Linked DNA regions of Mus musculus: all the other regions are linked to region 1. Evidence: chromatin contacts called from public Hi-C and HiChIP or PLAC-seq data. All regions are on one chromosome and are shown on one strand. Each heading gives the region's core, a stretch centred on a gene start, on an enhancer-like site or on the middle of the called end of the contact. The rest is flanking DNA. Distances are from core to core; before and after follow the strand shown.

The links. A called contact is a pair of places that touch in the nucleus more often than the background predicts. HiChIP or PLAC-seq counts read pairs in DNA pulled down with a chosen protein or histone mark.
Region 2: an H3K4me3 HiChIP or PLAC-seq map of embryonic forebrain shows a contact between it and region 1, with 5 times the contacts expected there. The contact joins two enhancer-like sites. A contact is called at or near these places in 7 of 115 datasets of contacts at active chromatin or transcription factors (differentiating embryonic stem cells, embryonic basal ganglia, embryonic forebrain and 4 more).
Region 3: a contact with region 1 is called in a Hi-C map of cerebral cortex, with 4 times the contacts expected there. The contact joins two enhancer-like sites. A contact is called at or near these places in 2 of 484 Hi-C or Micro-C datasets (cerebral cortex and cortical neurons) and 2 of 115 datasets of contacts at active chromatin or transcription factors (astrocytes and forebrain).

Annotation. Positions count from the first base shown.
Region 1 is chr1:41,808,566-41,813,628 of GRCm38.p6, forward strand. All of the region lies in intron 1 of Gm29260 (a long non-coding RNA gene), which reads left to right. Among named protein-coding and RNA genes, the nearest start is that of Gm29260, 68 kb to the left of the region's middle. Within about 2 kb of position 2,241, at least 42 of the 459 cell types and tissues checked have an H3K27ac peak or open chromatin away from gene starts, as enhancers often do. A contact at or near this core is called in cerebral cortex, cortical neurons, embryonic forebrain and 1 more, where this site is marked.
Region 2 is chr1:42,627,950-42,633,012 of GRCm38.p6, forward strand. It overlaps Gm30248 (a long non-coding RNA gene), which reads right to left. Exons shown (of 3, transcript XR_373380.2): 2 at 1,700-2,403. Among named protein-coding and RNA genes, the nearest start is that of Gm30248, 9.3 kb to the right of the region's middle. Within about 2 kb of position 2,207, at least 32 of the 459 cell types and tissues checked have an H3K27ac peak or open chromatin away from gene starts, as enhancers often do. A contact at or near this core is called in embryonic forebrain and oligodendrocyte precursor cells, where this site is marked.
Region 3 is chr1:41,024,239-41,029,301 of GRCm38.p6, forward strand. No RefSeq gene overlaps it. Among named protein-coding and RNA genes, the nearest start is that of 4930448I06Rik, 150 kb to the right of the region's middle. Within about 2 kb of position 2,808, at least 34 of the 459 cell types and tissues checked have an H3K27ac peak or open chromatin away from gene starts, as enhancers often do. A contact at or near this core is called in cerebral cortex and cortical neurons, where this site is marked.

The sequences.
Region 1 (5,063 bases), core at 991-3,490:
GGTCCTCATTCACACACCCAATAGTGCTATTAGTCCTCCAAACAGGAAATTTGCAGGGATTCTGAAACTGATAAATCCACTCTCATGTAAAGTCTCTCAGAGCTTCAAAGTTTCCTTGTTTCAGAAAAGATCCGCCTATGTTCTGTCAGTATTTACTACATGATTTAGTTAAGTCTCTCTGTCAAGATGGTGGGAGCCTTTGGGTTGGGCAAATCAAAACTCAGCAAGACCAAAATAAGATAAGAAAAGTGTCTCTTCTGCTGCATGGTTAGAGGAGAAATTACCATCCTTCAGATTCCTCATTGATTTCACGTTTTAGAAGTCTATTGTGACAGATCATGTACGTCTTTCCATATCTGATTTATTTTATTTCCCCCAAGCTCCAGTTCTACACATTCGCTCAGCTCTAATGCAGTCTCCAAGGAAGCAGCTCACTTCAGTCTCCGCTGAGATCCTATCAGGCCCTGCAGGACCCCTTTCAGTGAAGCGGGAGATAAGCATACTTCATTTTCCCTAGCCAGCTGCCTGCAGACATTTGGACAGAGTCCATAGTGGGATCTAAAGGAGAACTCAGACTTACCTCTACACTGTATCTGTACACATTTGTTATGCTACTGAAAATGTAATGATATTCAATATTAATATCAACTTTAATTTTTTGAACTTTCTTAAATGTTTAAAAATAATCACTTTATTTTCTTCAGATCAATACTTAATCTCCCCGAAAAGTTTATTTCCTTAGTCATTACACTAAACAAAAACAGGTATTTTTTTGTTTTGTTCTGTGGGGGGGGGGGGCATGTATTAGGGGAACGCACTTAACAATTGTTAAGAATAGGCCGTGTGTGTCTTTGGATCCTATTTTTACCAAAGAATTCAGTAGGGAATGTTGGTCACTAGACCCTAGTAGTTGTAGTTAGGATATACTCTACATTAGTCATTTTTCACACCATGTGAGGAAACCTCACTAAATTTAGCATGATTAAATTTGAGCAGAACTATATATTAATATTTCATTTTCAATTAAGTGAAAGAAAATCTACCTGGGATAATAAACTTTATCTGTATATTGTGTCTGTAGAGAGAAAAAAATTGATACTTTATTTAGAAATACTAAAACTCACAAATCCATGATATCAATACTTTAGCAGGCAAGCAAGAAGGGCCAGTATTTTGGATCTCTTATTAAGATTAAGCAGAGTCGCTTCCTTGTGGATAACTTTGCGCATTTCTATGTGGTTAAAACCAGCTGAGAGAGGCGAGGAAAGCTGAGCTATCACTTTTGTTTTATTTTATTTTTTAAAGTGGCTACTGTAGTGGCAAAGGGCACCACCGGCTTCTTTATTGTTACACCACCAGTTCTGACACGAGGGTGACAAACATCATTAGTTTTCTGTTGTAGCTATTGTTGCTTTTGATGACGGCTTCTACAGGGGCCATGCTGCATTCACGCTTTGAGTTCTATGAAGGGACTCCTGAGCTGCCCTGGGACAACCTTGCCAGGTGTAAGGAGCATGGCCCTTGATCTTTGTTGTTCTAGCTGCATGGAATTTCCCTTCCAGCCTTGGCTGGGGAAAGTCCTATTAAGTGCTTTTCACAATTTTCTTGTATTCGTGGGTTTCTTTTATTAAACCAGATACAAGTTGTGACACGATATTAATTCAATCACTAATAACAGACTGGGATCGCGAATCTATGTCAGCAGGTTGGTGTTGATGAAGCCGTAGACATTGCTAGAATATCCTTTTAAATGCTTGCTAAATTTTATTTCTGCGGTGATAGACTGCTGGGTTTATCCCCACCCCACACCCCACCCCACTTTTCTCTCAATCAAAAAAAAAAAAAAAAAAAAAAAAAAAAAAAAAAAGAGCACAAGTGTCCCTCTATGTATGAGCTCTGCAGTCCCAGCTTCTCTGTTGCAAGGCTGGCTGGCAACCACTAGAGGGGAGGAGACAGCCGGATTTATTGAAGGCTCCAGCAGAGATGGATGGTGGGGAAGGCGTCAGAGGAGGAGGTGCCAAGCAATTGAAGTGGGTTATAAAGGTTTGCAAAAACAGGGGAAAATAGACTTCTTAGGATATGCAAAATTTTGCTTCATATAAATGAGAACTGACTGGAAGAGTGGTTAGAAGGTTGCAGCGCATGTACCTGTAATTCTGTAGTCCTAAGAATTAGTAAGGCGAGCCATGAAATCCGAGTTAACACTTATGAAAACAAATGGCTCTTTCCCCAGGACTGTAGCTAATGGTCATGTGCGAGAAAGAACAGCTACTGGGGGAGAACAGGAAAGGAGTCTAAAACGATCTGTCTGTTTTGAGTAAAGAGGAGTCCAGGGGCATACAGCTCATTTCCTAAAGCATGCCAAAACTTAACCCTGTTCACGTCTCTTAACCCCTTACATTCTGGGGCCAAGAGAGAAACAGAGGAAACATCCCAGAAGTAAAATAATGATACAATATACCCAGAGAGAGGAGATGGGAGGAGGGAGGAGGTGTTTGACCTTCCTGGAATCCTGAACTACAATATCCTACTACATGGACTTAAATCAAAAAAATTGTACTGTGGGATGAGGGGGGTCACATATAGCAGTTGAAAAATACCTCTGATGCTTTTGAATCCAGCTTGACCTCTTTGATCTTTAATTTTGGGGAAACTAAAAGGAAATAAATATACTTAATGTTAGTATTGTTAAAGTATTGCAGTGTGGAGCTGGGGACTGTTCTGTGTGCTCTCCTGAGCATAATTGCACTGAGATCATCCTGTTTCCATTTTGAAAGCCACTGGCAATTACTGGAATACAATGTATCATGCGTTTGCTCACTGGATATAAAACCTATATACTAATTCGCAATAAAATGTAACAGCTGTCAGTGCATTTTCTGCTCTGTTACTTCAATAAATTGGAACTCTGACTAGAAAATGGGAATGTTGCGTTTTTACACAGTCTGTAATGTGTTTGCTTTTTGCAAATACAATTTATTTTTTTCATGACAAAAATTGTAGTTTGTTATTACTGCTAGTGGATAAATATTCCTATATCAGAATGAATTACATATGGTACCTGTAAAGAAGTAGTAATATTTTCTCTTTTTTATGGTAGCCTGTCTTCAGTAAACAAAATACACTTAACCTACTTCTGTCGCATACTGAGGTTCCCACCCCCCATCATGATGGCTGTGTGCTGAGAGTAGGAAAAGATGCATGAGGTTTTTTTTTTTTTTTTTTTTTTTTGTTTGGTTTTTTTTTCCTGTAATCTCAGGTGCCTGGATCTATCAGTAACATTTATGTCCAGACACTATCACACCCTACAGAGTTTATTTTTGTTTAAGTTTCAAATGTCTTCCCTCGTGCCTTGACTATGCAGATTTCCTTAGGATGCTGAAGTAATGTCTTTGAGTTTTATTTAAAATAAAAATGCATGAACATTTCTGTAATTCTGTTACTTGAGGTCAGACTTTTCACAGATAATTAGCCTTTTACACACTGTGAAATCAACCTGCATTGGTTATTTGGCTCGACTCTATGCTTCTGTTCTTTATTTCCCAGAAGGTTAACGCGCTGAAAATCTAGCTTCAAGCTCATAGTACTGTCTCTTTGTGTTGCTAATTATCCTGTTGTATAATTATTAATATCAGGAGCAGGAAGAGGAAACATGCACACCAAATAGTCGTGAATGCTGGTGTTCTGGCAGGAAGCAAGCCCTGCATTAATAAAATGTGCCTGTGCCAATATCACAGGAGATGGGAGCGTTCCTTGTTAAGGACCATTTATTAACTGAGATCATCTTTTAGTTCGCCTTGGGGTAATGACTGATGTCAATGGCAAATTTCACAGTTGTCTAGAGAAATGAATTAAATTTGTAATAAAAAGCCCTTCGGCTTGTTGTACATGTTCATTTATTGGCATAGTTGAACTAAGAGAACTGTAAGGCAACTGAGAACGTCGGCTTAATTTTCCTTACATATAATAGTGACCTTTAGCTCCATATTGAAAAAGTTACCTATTATAGACTGGTAAATTAAATGAGAAGTTCCTTTAATGCAAAATAAACCAGATGGCTAAGCTAAGTTAAATGGCCTTTGAGCTTGTAAGATCCTTGGTAGAAAAATATTCTTTCTTCTTGAATAGGGAGAGGTCTTCTAGTTAAGCCTTCATAAAATAAGTGACGGGACATAAAAGCAGGTGAAGGCAATCATTCAGTGTGAGACGGCGAGGTCTTGTCCTTGGCTACTGCTGTGTGTGTGTGTGTGTGTGTGTGTGTGTGAGTGTGTGTGTGTGTGTGTGTGAGAGAGAGTGTGTGTGTGTGAGTGTGTGTGTGTGAGTGTGTGTGTGTGAGTGTGTGTGTGTGAGTGTGTGTGTGTGTGAGTATGTGTGTGTGGGTGGGTGTGTGGGTGTTCACTTTGTGCTCTTAGGCTGAGTTTTGAAACTATTGTTTTAATGCTCTCTTAATTCTAAAAATACAGCGCTTTTAATTTTTCTGGCAAAGCATATTGTTGCTGTAATTATTTATATCGGTTTTTGTGTTGTTTTATGCAGTTGGAATTTTTTTTTTAGTAAGGCATATTTCCCAAGAGGGAGGATAGTTAAATCCCTGTCCTTCCTTCCTTCCTTCCTTCCTTCCTTCCTTCCTTCCTTCCTTCCTTCCTTCCTTCCTCTCTCTCTTTCTTTTATTTATTTATTGATTGATTGATAGATTTTGCTGTTTTTGTTTATTTTGGAGAGTCTACTTCCAGACTTGCGTTCCCAGACTGACTTGGGACTCTGTATTGTTAATTACTGAAAAGCCTAGCAAGATGACCAAGCAAAGCTCTCTTATTTTGTGGCAGAAAGTTCCAGAACATCCAGTCTGCTCATGCACTCTGATATCTGTAACCTAGGGAAGTTAAAACAGAGGACACAGCAGCTTATAGCGAGTGAAGATGGAGGGATGGACAGTTAGAGAATATTTATGCATACTGAATCATTGGATTTTTTTTCATGCAGGCGAACTTACATCAAATGTTCCAGAGGTTTAAAATCATATCTCATTGTCATCACCTTTGAACAGGATTGAGTACAACGTA
Region 2 (5,063 bases), core at 957-3,456, 820 kb after region 1:
ATTTAGTGAAAATGAGTCAGCATTCAGCTGAATTTTGAGACCTCGCTGTTCCCCTGTTTGTCATTTTGCCCACTGTTCATCCCTGGGAAACACATTGGGCTCAGGGTCTGTGCGGATGGTAGCTGCTTCTTGTCTTCAGGCTATCAGAACTGAGCAGCCTAAGCCCAGGGAAATGGACCAACCACTGGACCAGCTATAAAGGAAATTGGATGGCTTCAGAGGCCCCTCTTTAGTCCATGGCTACCATTGTCTGTAGTCTCTGTATGATCTGATGGACAAAAACCTGCAACCCCTGTGCATGGAGTACAAAGGAGAGACATCAGATCCACTGATAATTGGCATGGTTTAACAAAGTTATCATGGGATCCTTGGAGACCTCTGGATAGTCCCTGCCAACTATATTAAAAGTAAGTGACCCAGAAGGTGGGTGTAAGAAAGTAATTTTTGGATAAAATCAGATAAAAGGGGGTTTCCAATGAGATGGGAGGGATGCAAACACGATCTGAGATACTAACCAAATGGCAGGTTTGAGGTTTAATTTTTCTTCTTAATCTTTTTCCTTTGGAAATAATTGTATCTTTTTTGCAGTCCATTCCAGCCTGCCAACCCTTGAGCTACATGTAGTCTGTATTTGTCAAACTATGAGTGAGCAGATCAAGCCAAAGATGAAAAATAAGGACAATCTCCCATGAGATCTGTGTCAGGATGCCCCTTCCCCAGAGATGCAAAAGCTGTGTAGCTGAGTCCCTGGAGTCCACTTGAGTGGATGAAGCCACCACCCAATACTCCCTTTTCCACCCTGGCTACTCCTCAAATGGCTTCCCTTCCTTTCTTCCTCTCTCTCTCTCTCTCTCTCTCTCTCTCTCTCTCTCCCTCTCTCTCTCCCTCTCTGCCATGCAGAGCACTAGGCCTTTCTCAGACACTTCATCCCCGCTCTGGGCACGATGAGGAGTGAAATGTGCCTCTGAATAGAGAAGAGAAGACAGGGTGGATTAATGGCAGAAGAGTAACACAGCCCTCGCAGAACAAAACGAGGGTGACCCGGACGAAACAAAGCGCCACAATAGATCATTTCTGAGAAGTCACCCGGCAGCTTTGAAACCACAGGCTGCGTGCTCCGGGGCAGTGAGTGTCACATCCATGGCTTTCAGGAGGCATGAATGGACGGGAACAGTAACTCTTTTTCATGCCTCTTTCAGAGGGCTTGTCGGTGGAGAAGGATTTACCATTCAATTCCCATACTTTTATGTGGGAAATTAGGAATTTGCCCCTTTAAAAGAAATTGCCTTTTAAACTCTTCATAAATTGTGGCGGTTTTATAGATTTACCCAAACTTCTTCTTCCTTCATGTCCTTCCACTTATATATCATTTTTAAATATTCATAAATACAGAGAGAGAGAGAGGGAGAGAGAGAGAGAGAGAGAGAGAGAGAGAGAGAGAGAGAGAGAGAGAAAACTCTCTTCTCCTCTTTGCTCAAAAATCTATTCAAGGCATGTCCCCGCAATAGAGACATTTCAACTTTCTGTCCCATGCCCAGTTGGATTCCCCCCCCCCCCATGGCTGTGTTATTTCACCATTTTTCATGAAACACTCAAACTCTTTTGCAAAAAAAAAAAAAAAAGTCACTAGGGGAACTACATAGGTGGCAAGTGCTAGGCAGAGCTGGTGAGATGAAAACCGACCAGGTCACTCACTCACCCTCAGCAATGACGTAGAGTTCTGTGCGCTTCCCTCGCCAGCCCCGGCACAGGGATTGTCCGGTAAAAACACTCAAGCTTTTCTAGGAGTGGGTTGTATACCTTATTTCCAGCCACCTTGGTCCAACACTGGGCCTCCCTACCTGGCTGTTTGCTTCCCAGAAGCCCACAGTGTTTGGCCATATTAATCTCATTAACCTTCCCGATCAGTTTCAACAGCAGTGAAGACTTGAGAACGTGGAGTTCCTGGCAGAGAAGTTGAGCCTTGGCTCCCTGCCAGTACATTTGAACATTTGATCTGGCTCCCCAGGCCCCTTCCAGAGCCTTTTTTTTTTCCATAGGAAGAAAGCACAAACAAGAAAGCCTTGCCATACGAAATGCAGCCATGTGTGACTCCAAGCTTGGCCCCCCCTCCCTTCTCTTGCCAGAATGTTCCTAGTCCCCGGTCCTTAGAGCAGAGGGAGCAGCTGAGATGATGATGCCTGCCTTTCTCTGGGGTCGGTCGGTCGACCATGCAGCACCTTGGGCACAGTCCCCCAAACGGAGCAGCCTTTAGGCAAGAGATGGAAAGAGGAGAGGGTTGGGGGAGGGGAGCAGAAGGCCTTCCTCATCAGCAGGTCTATAAGGCCAGACGAGGTGATGGGGGCTTCGAAATACTTCCTCCTGTGCAAATGCTGACAGTGGACCTCTGTTCTTTCAGGTTTCCTAGATTAGAAAAACAAAAACAAAGAAGGCTCTAAATCAGTGGTTCTCAACCTGTGGGTCTCGACCCTTTCACAGGGGTCGCCTAACACCATCAAAGACAACCAAGATTTGCATTAAAATTCATAACCGTAGCAAAATCACAGTTATAAAGTAGCAACAAAATAATTTTATGATTAAGGGGGGGGGGTCACTAAAGCATGAGGAACTGTATTAAAAGTTTGCAACATTAAGAAGGTTGAGAACCACTGCTCTAAATAGACTTGACTGGAATGAATTCAGACCCTGACATCACTTCTCTGGTTTTTAATAAAAAAAAAAAAATCAATTTTCTATTTCAGAGGGCATTAACAAGCTGAGAATGAAGGGCCCAGGACTGACTGCATCACACTCTGAACCTGGAGATGGAACTAGCTCCTTCCCTGTTGATAATCATGTCAAAAGAGATATACTACTGCTTCTTGATTTTAATTTAATTTTCTTTATATAGTGTGCATGTGTCTGGGCAAGTGTGTGAGCACATGTGTATGAAGGTGCCCACAGAAGGCACAGAGTACATTAGATCCCTCTGAGCTGTGGTTATATGTGTCTGTAATCTTCTTAACATGGGTGCAGGGATCTAAGCTCTGGTCCTCATGAAAGAGCAGCTAGTCCTCTTAACTTCTGAGCCAGAAATATTGGCCTTATCAGAAGTAATATTTGCCTTAAAATTAATTCTTTGGGGTTCAAGTTCCATAGTAAAGTTCTTGACTACATACGTGACTGAGACCCTGGGTTCCATCCGTAGCTTTGAAAGAAAATTCAATTAATATTTGAAGAAAATGGAAGCTCTTAAATATAGGTTTCAGTTGCCTGTAAAAAATAGGCAGCTTTAATGATCTGGGAAGGTTTGATTTGTAATTTAAAGTATTTGTTTTGATTATGTTTAATTTAAATATATGTTATCATTAAGCATATATTGCAGTGTGCTTAACTATTTAATTTTAAATTTCAGTATTTCCACTTCTTTACTGTCTCTAAACTTAGAAGAACTTTCAAAGTCCAGGCCCCTTAGGAGCTTTCTAATCCCCATGGCAACAACTCTCACATCACTCAGAAGCAGCAGCAAGGCTCAGCACCTCTAGGGAAACTCTTTCATCAGCCTGGCCCACACCACGGAAGCAAGCACACTGAAGGTGACATCACCCTGAGCTCCTAAGCAGCACCTCCAGCCATTTGGAATTGGGACAGCATGCTGCTTAAGAATCCTTTCTTCCAATGGAACCTTTAAGAAAATCAGCTTCTGCTTATAACTATGGACAAGTTTAAATATATGGCTACAGAAATTCTTCCTTGATTTTGCTTACAACGTTTTCAACCTGCAAAAGCTTTCTTTGTAAAGTCTCATTTCTGTTATTGTGGCAAAATGCCCTCGCACAGGTAATTTAAAAGAGAATGGGTTTTCTATGCCTTATATGTTCCAGGGTAGACACTAGTCCATCATGGCCTGGCAACTAGATCAAGGCCATTGGCTCACATTGCATCGTCAATCCAGCAACAGAAAGCAATGAGGAAGTGGGAACAAGCTTTAAACGCTCCAAGCCCCACCTATATTGACGCACTTCCTCCTTCTGGGCAGGGTTCCACTGCCTAAAAGTTCTAACTTTCTCAAATGGCACCACAAGACGAAGACCCAATTATTCAACCACAGAACCTGCAGGATACATTCACATTCAAACTACAAGAGCCAGTGCACCTTACCAGGAGCAACTGCACACACATATCTTGTCATGGGATTTGTCCACAAAGCGGTAAATATATTTAGACATTCAAGCGACCTATCCTTCTTCTACCACAAGTCTGGCTTAAAATTGTTCAGTAACTGTAGGGAGTCATTCTGATGCTTTGATCGGGAATCTGCGCATGAGAGCTGAAGGTCCTGTTCCCCAATTGGTTCTTGCTTGATGAAGCAAGATGTTAGCAGCCAATGGCTGGGAGGAAGATGCAGGGCTTCCAGATTTCCACAGACAGGCTAGGAGACACCAGAGGAAAAGAAAATTCACCATGCTTCAGAGGGAGAGAGAGCCACCAGTCATGGGAGATCTCAGGTGGAGTGGCCATTGGCTGCTTGCCTGACTGGTACTAGAGTAGCTAGCAGGCAGGAGATTAGGAGCACAAGTAAGCTGAGGACAAATTTAGGGTGCTGAACAAGGAGAAGATAACCAGGCAACAAGTTGAGGGCAGATTTAGAGGTATTGAGCTGGGAGTGAAGGCAAGGGCATGTTAGCCACAAGAGGTTTAGAAGTGCCTGGCCATTGAACTAAAAAGCATATTAAAAATAAGCTTGTGTGTGTGTGTGTGTGTGTGTGTGTGTGTGTGTGTGTGTGTGTGTGTTTGTGTGTGTGTTTGTCTGTGTGTGTGTGTCTGTGTGTGTGTCTGTGTGTGTGTGTGTCTGTGTGTGTGTCTGTGTGTGTGTGTGTCTGTGTGTGTGTGTGTGTGTGTGTGTGTGTGTCTGTGTGTGTGTCTGTGTGTGTGTGTGTGTGTGTGTGTGTGTGTGTCTGTGTGTGTGTCTGTGTGTGTGTTTCATCCACAGATCTAAGGGAACCAGGGTGGTGATTGGTAATGCCATCTGCCCAGATCTTGAAAGTGGAGTAGTAGAAACTACACACTACAAGTAACTTCAT
Region 3 (5,063 bases), core at 1,558-4,057, 780 kb before region 1:
TTTTTTAATAGAAATTTTACTTTTGTTTGCAACACTAGTCCATTCTCTTATACTGTCCACATTTCTCATTAACTTTCTCAGCATAGTCATCATGATGATTCAAATTCAATATTCAATATTCTTTCCATATCAAATTAGTTTTGATGTTCCTTTCATGGTTTTGATGGAATTCTTCACCTTGTGGCTTTTTGTTAGTAGGTATGAAGAAGAAAGGCGTTTTCCCAGTGAGGAATACACTAATGTGATTGATTCTGGTTCAATAGTCCTCTCAATCCATCCCTTTTCCTTTCCCTTTTAGGACCATAAGAAGATGAGCGAAACCACCGGCATTATGGGAAATACCACAAAAAGTATGGCTGAGCACATCAGAATTTTACCTCTCAGTCTTGTGCAGCAGCAATAGCATCTGTTAGTTCCCCTCCCCTAGCACTGCCTCAGTCTGCGCTCCCTGCTCTGCTAAGGACTGATTCACCAAACTATCTGTCTCTAATTTTGGGGGGAGTGGTTTGTCCCATCGCCCCATTTCTCTTACTGACCTAAAGAAAGTTTCTAAGAACAAAAACAACAACAAAAATTACTTCTGCTTCTTAATTTTTATGGTGGGGTGGCAGCTCCCGATGTCTTTGCCTGCACCATCAGCTGGAGAATTGTTTTTAGTACACAAAGTTGTATGTGTTTCCACAAAACCCTTAGTCCTGGAAAAAACTTAGTAATTTGTCATTGCATGAATGTTTCCTAATTCACTAATCCATTTTGATGATCATGGGCATTGACGTACTGTTCTTCCATATTTTCTGCTGTTGTGAATAGAGCAGCTGTATTTGTGTATTTGTTTCAAGGGTGCACTGAAACATCTCTGTGTTTAAATGCATACAAATGGAATCCTGGGTCTAAGTTACAGGTATTTTCAATTTCTATACATACTCCTAATTGATTGCAAATGTTACAGTGCCACTTACACTTTGTCTGTTAATATTTGAGAATTGGTCAGACCCAGACCATGTACTGTGGTAGTGCAGGGTATTTGTAATTAGCATTGAACTAGAATGCTGCAAATCAAAGCAGTTTTGTGGTTTGGCTAACTGGAAGCCTATGTCAATCAGACTGGACTCTGACATGTATTGTTTGCGGACATCAGAGCTGTCTTGTGCCAGGGAAATCGCTTCCCTTAAAAGAATGATAGGAACTTCATAGGAAGACTAGCAGAGTCAAGAAACGTGTACCCTTGAAAGCTTTCAGAGACCTATCTACCAACCAAAGAGAATGCACATGCTGGCAAGGCCCCAGGCAACATATTTAGCAGATGTGCAGCTTGGTCTTCATGTGGGTCCCCCAACAACTGGAACAGGGGCTGTCCCTAAAGCTGTTGCCTGTCTGTGGAATCCATTCCATTAACTGGGCTTCCTTGCCTGGCCTCAGTGGGAGAGGATGTGCCTAACCCTTCAGAGACTTGATGGGCCAGGGTAAGGGGAGATCCCTCCCTTTCAGAAGAGAAGGGGAGTGGGGGAAGGAAGGAGAGACTATGTGTTTTTTTTTTGGGGGGGGGGACAGAAGGGAGGGCTGTGACTGGGATGTAAACTGAATAAATTAGCTAATTAATGGGAAGAAAGAGGAATGTTCTAGACTATGCCTGAATGAGCAGAGTTGAGTAGGGACACCATAGTTTAGAGACATTGGCAACGTTAACTTGAGTGAACTAATCCCAACCTCCCATCCTTGGCACATCACTAAAATCAGAAGGGATTTAGGGTGACTCATGGACACTGTCAACCTCGACCACATCTTGCTAAGGTAGAGATGTAGCCAGAGTGCAGAGGCAAGCCCAGCTGTTGTCCTGATAATGCATGAGTTAGGTTCTCCTTGAACATGTTGAGTCCCTCCTACTTGTTAGTGGTGGTGGATTTATATTAGACAGTAGAAAAGGACAAAGTCCTGTCCAGTTTTGCCAAGCTTATGAAGAAACTACTGTGTATTGTTTGGGTATTTTGATTGTCTCCTAGCCCTGGTAAGATTGTCCGAAGCTTGCCAAGCCAGATGCCATGGAGACAAAGTCTTATCTACCTCCTTAGACACCTGGTCCTTGAACATCAGCCAGATGCTTCCGAGATGCTTAGAACAATAGAGCTAAGACTTTGCCAGGACATTCTGTGGTTGACTTCTTGTGACATACCAACTCTGTGTGGCCCTGATAAAAAACAGAGGCTGTAGGAGAGAGAGAGAGAGAGAGAGAGAGAGAGAGAGAGAGAGAGAGAGAGAGAGAGAGAGAGACTGTTAGTGTTGGTTATTAGAGGCACAAGCTTTACTTCTGCCATTCAAGGTCCTTCTGAATTGAATTCGCTTTCTTCTTGGATATTACAGCTGATCTCCTTGGATCACAAATGGAACTTTTCTCACTCCTTTGAACTCTCACCTGAACAGACTCTCTCATTGTTCCTTTCTCTGTTGTTTTTGTTCTCCTTGACCAATTTGACCCATGGCCTGTGTGATGCTCTGATCTGCCTGTTGCCAGGTTTCATCTTAGCCCTTTCTGCTTTCCCAGGTCATGACCTCAAATTCAAGAATGGCAACCAAGCACAGAGCCTGATGGTTTCCACTCATAGATGACAGTGTGTTGTTTGTGACTCCTTACTAAGAATTGAACCTAAACCACCCTCCCAGCAAGGTTTGTGGAAGGACGTCACTTCTCATCTTGCCTAGAAGATACAGAATGGGTGACGATGTCTGAGGAAGGAGTGGATCACTTCATCCTCCTGGCTTGTGAATTCAGTCATGGGTCACCTAGCAACAGGAATATGCTCTGAGGAGTGCAGCACTGGATAGTTTGTTATGGTGCTAACACCATTGCCAATACAAATCACATGCCCATGACGGTAGGCGATGCAATCTTGTGGAAGCAAGAGGGGGCGCTTGGGACTGAAGCAGTCACAGACTGTTTTTAGAAGAAATGGGTGTGCAGAATCCCAGGACTCCCCCAGGCAACAAACAACTTCCTCCATGCTGCCTTCACATCCACATTCAAAAGCTGCTTGGATTTTATAATGGTCTACAGAGTCACACAACACATAAGTGCCAGATAGGGCTTCTGCTTAAGATAGACATTTGAAAAGTGAGGCATTTGGTTGGGGGGCGGGGGGGGGGAATTTTTCCCCCTCAAAATACTTTCCTGGGCTTAATAGCCAGAAAGTCAAAAGAAAAATAAAAGACTTTCTTTTTTTTTTTAAAGCAATTTTTATACTGTTTTGAATACCCTGCAATAAGTCACCCCTCCCGGCATAGATGGCTCTATAGCAGCACCCCTATCAGTTGCTTTTGCTCCAGTGACAATTCCACTCAGTGTTCTGGAGACTGGGCTCAGGGTCATCCCAGGCCACTGGGAAGCTTGCAGGCCAGGTCTAGGCACAGTGGATTTGGCTGTCTCGCTGTAGTACCAGCTGGTTGTCTATGGTAGGAGAGAATTGAAAGAGTGTTTTACACCATGGAAATTGTCTTCCAGGCCCAGATGGACCGTTGCTGTTCTAGCTTTGACAGGCCAGGATAGATATATTCAGAAAGCCTTCCAGCTATTTAGTAACTCTTCCAAAACACTGTCAGCACCCATGCTAGCACGCAGGGAGTGGGAAGGAAGTCTAGGGAGGAAACTAAGCCGAGTTAGTATATATTTGCATAATTAGCTCCCAGTGAATGGATGTGTGCTTGGGGGAGGGAAGAGGTCTTTGTGGACACTAAAAACCAGACAGTGGTTGGAAACTCCCTGGGCTAGCCAGGTTTGACCGCCCCCCCCCCCTTACACAAACTCTTGTGTGTGTGTGGGTTTTTGTTTTTTATTTTTTGGGTTTTTTTTTTTTTTTTTTTTTGTATCCAGTTAAAAAGAGCAACATGCTCTGAAACCAACTCACCTGTGAGCCTAAAAGCTAAGTTTGGAACTCAGGCTTGGGGGATTTGCTCAGTTTTCCCCAGGGGAGAGGGGTCAGGTGGGATCTACCAGAGCCTCCTGGGAGTTTGGGGGAGGGTGGTTGGATGGCAGCAGGCTCTGTCTGGTCATAATCCCCTATCTGGGATCAAAGATGCTCTACAAATACAAGTATTTAAACACAAGATTATAAAGATACTGTAGAATTTGTGGCAGCAGTGCCTTGCATTTAAATTTAGCCGTGTGACTGTTCGCAAAATGATGTGGTTATGAGCTGACTATTAATATAGCTGTTTGCCTGAGACAGACTGGGAAGAGGAGAGAGACAGAAAAGAAGAGAAGGGAGAGAGGAAGAGTTGGAGAGGGAGGGATGAGGAGAGAGAGGTGGAGGAAGGGGAGAGAGAGCACTGGAGAGCAAGAGAGCAAGAGAGGCCAGGAGAGAGCACTTCACCTGAGTTTTGAAAGCTCTTTTATTTTTAGATGACATATGCCCCCCTTTTAGGGCTAGACTGCATATTTTTGGTTCAAAACTTCTTTAATTAAACCTTTCAAGAATGATAAAAATTGATCAGGCAGGAAAGGGGGAGGAAGCACAAGGATAAATGGCCCCTCTAGGCTACCTCTCCTAACCATCTATGACACTCACCAAAGAGGTGGCAGGATTTACTACTATGCCAGATACCTCCTTCATTTAAAGCATCATACACTACACACTCTCTTACACACACTTGTGTGTGTGTGTGTGTTCAGGCCTCCTAGACATCGGTGGGTTGCCAAGGAGGGGGTCAAAATTCTTGGTATTAAATTCAGTCTCTGTGCCTGACTAATGAACACCTTAGGGGTTGTTAGTGTGCTCAGGTGCCCGGGTAATGTATACCTTAAAAATTAACTGTAAATTCATCTTGCTCCTTAAAAGTAGCTTTGAGAACACTGAGCAAGTCAGTTCTGAGGATAGTTGGGTTGCTTCTGGCCTTATACAGTCCCGCCAACATGCCCGTGGTGGCAGGTTCTGGAGATATGGGTATACACTTTGCAGAGTAGTACATCTCATGTTGACTGCGAAACCCCAGGTGGCTATTGGCCAGCTTTACGTGAAGAAGGTGGAAATATCTACTTTCCTCCATTTTTTTTCTATCACATTCTTTACCTAACA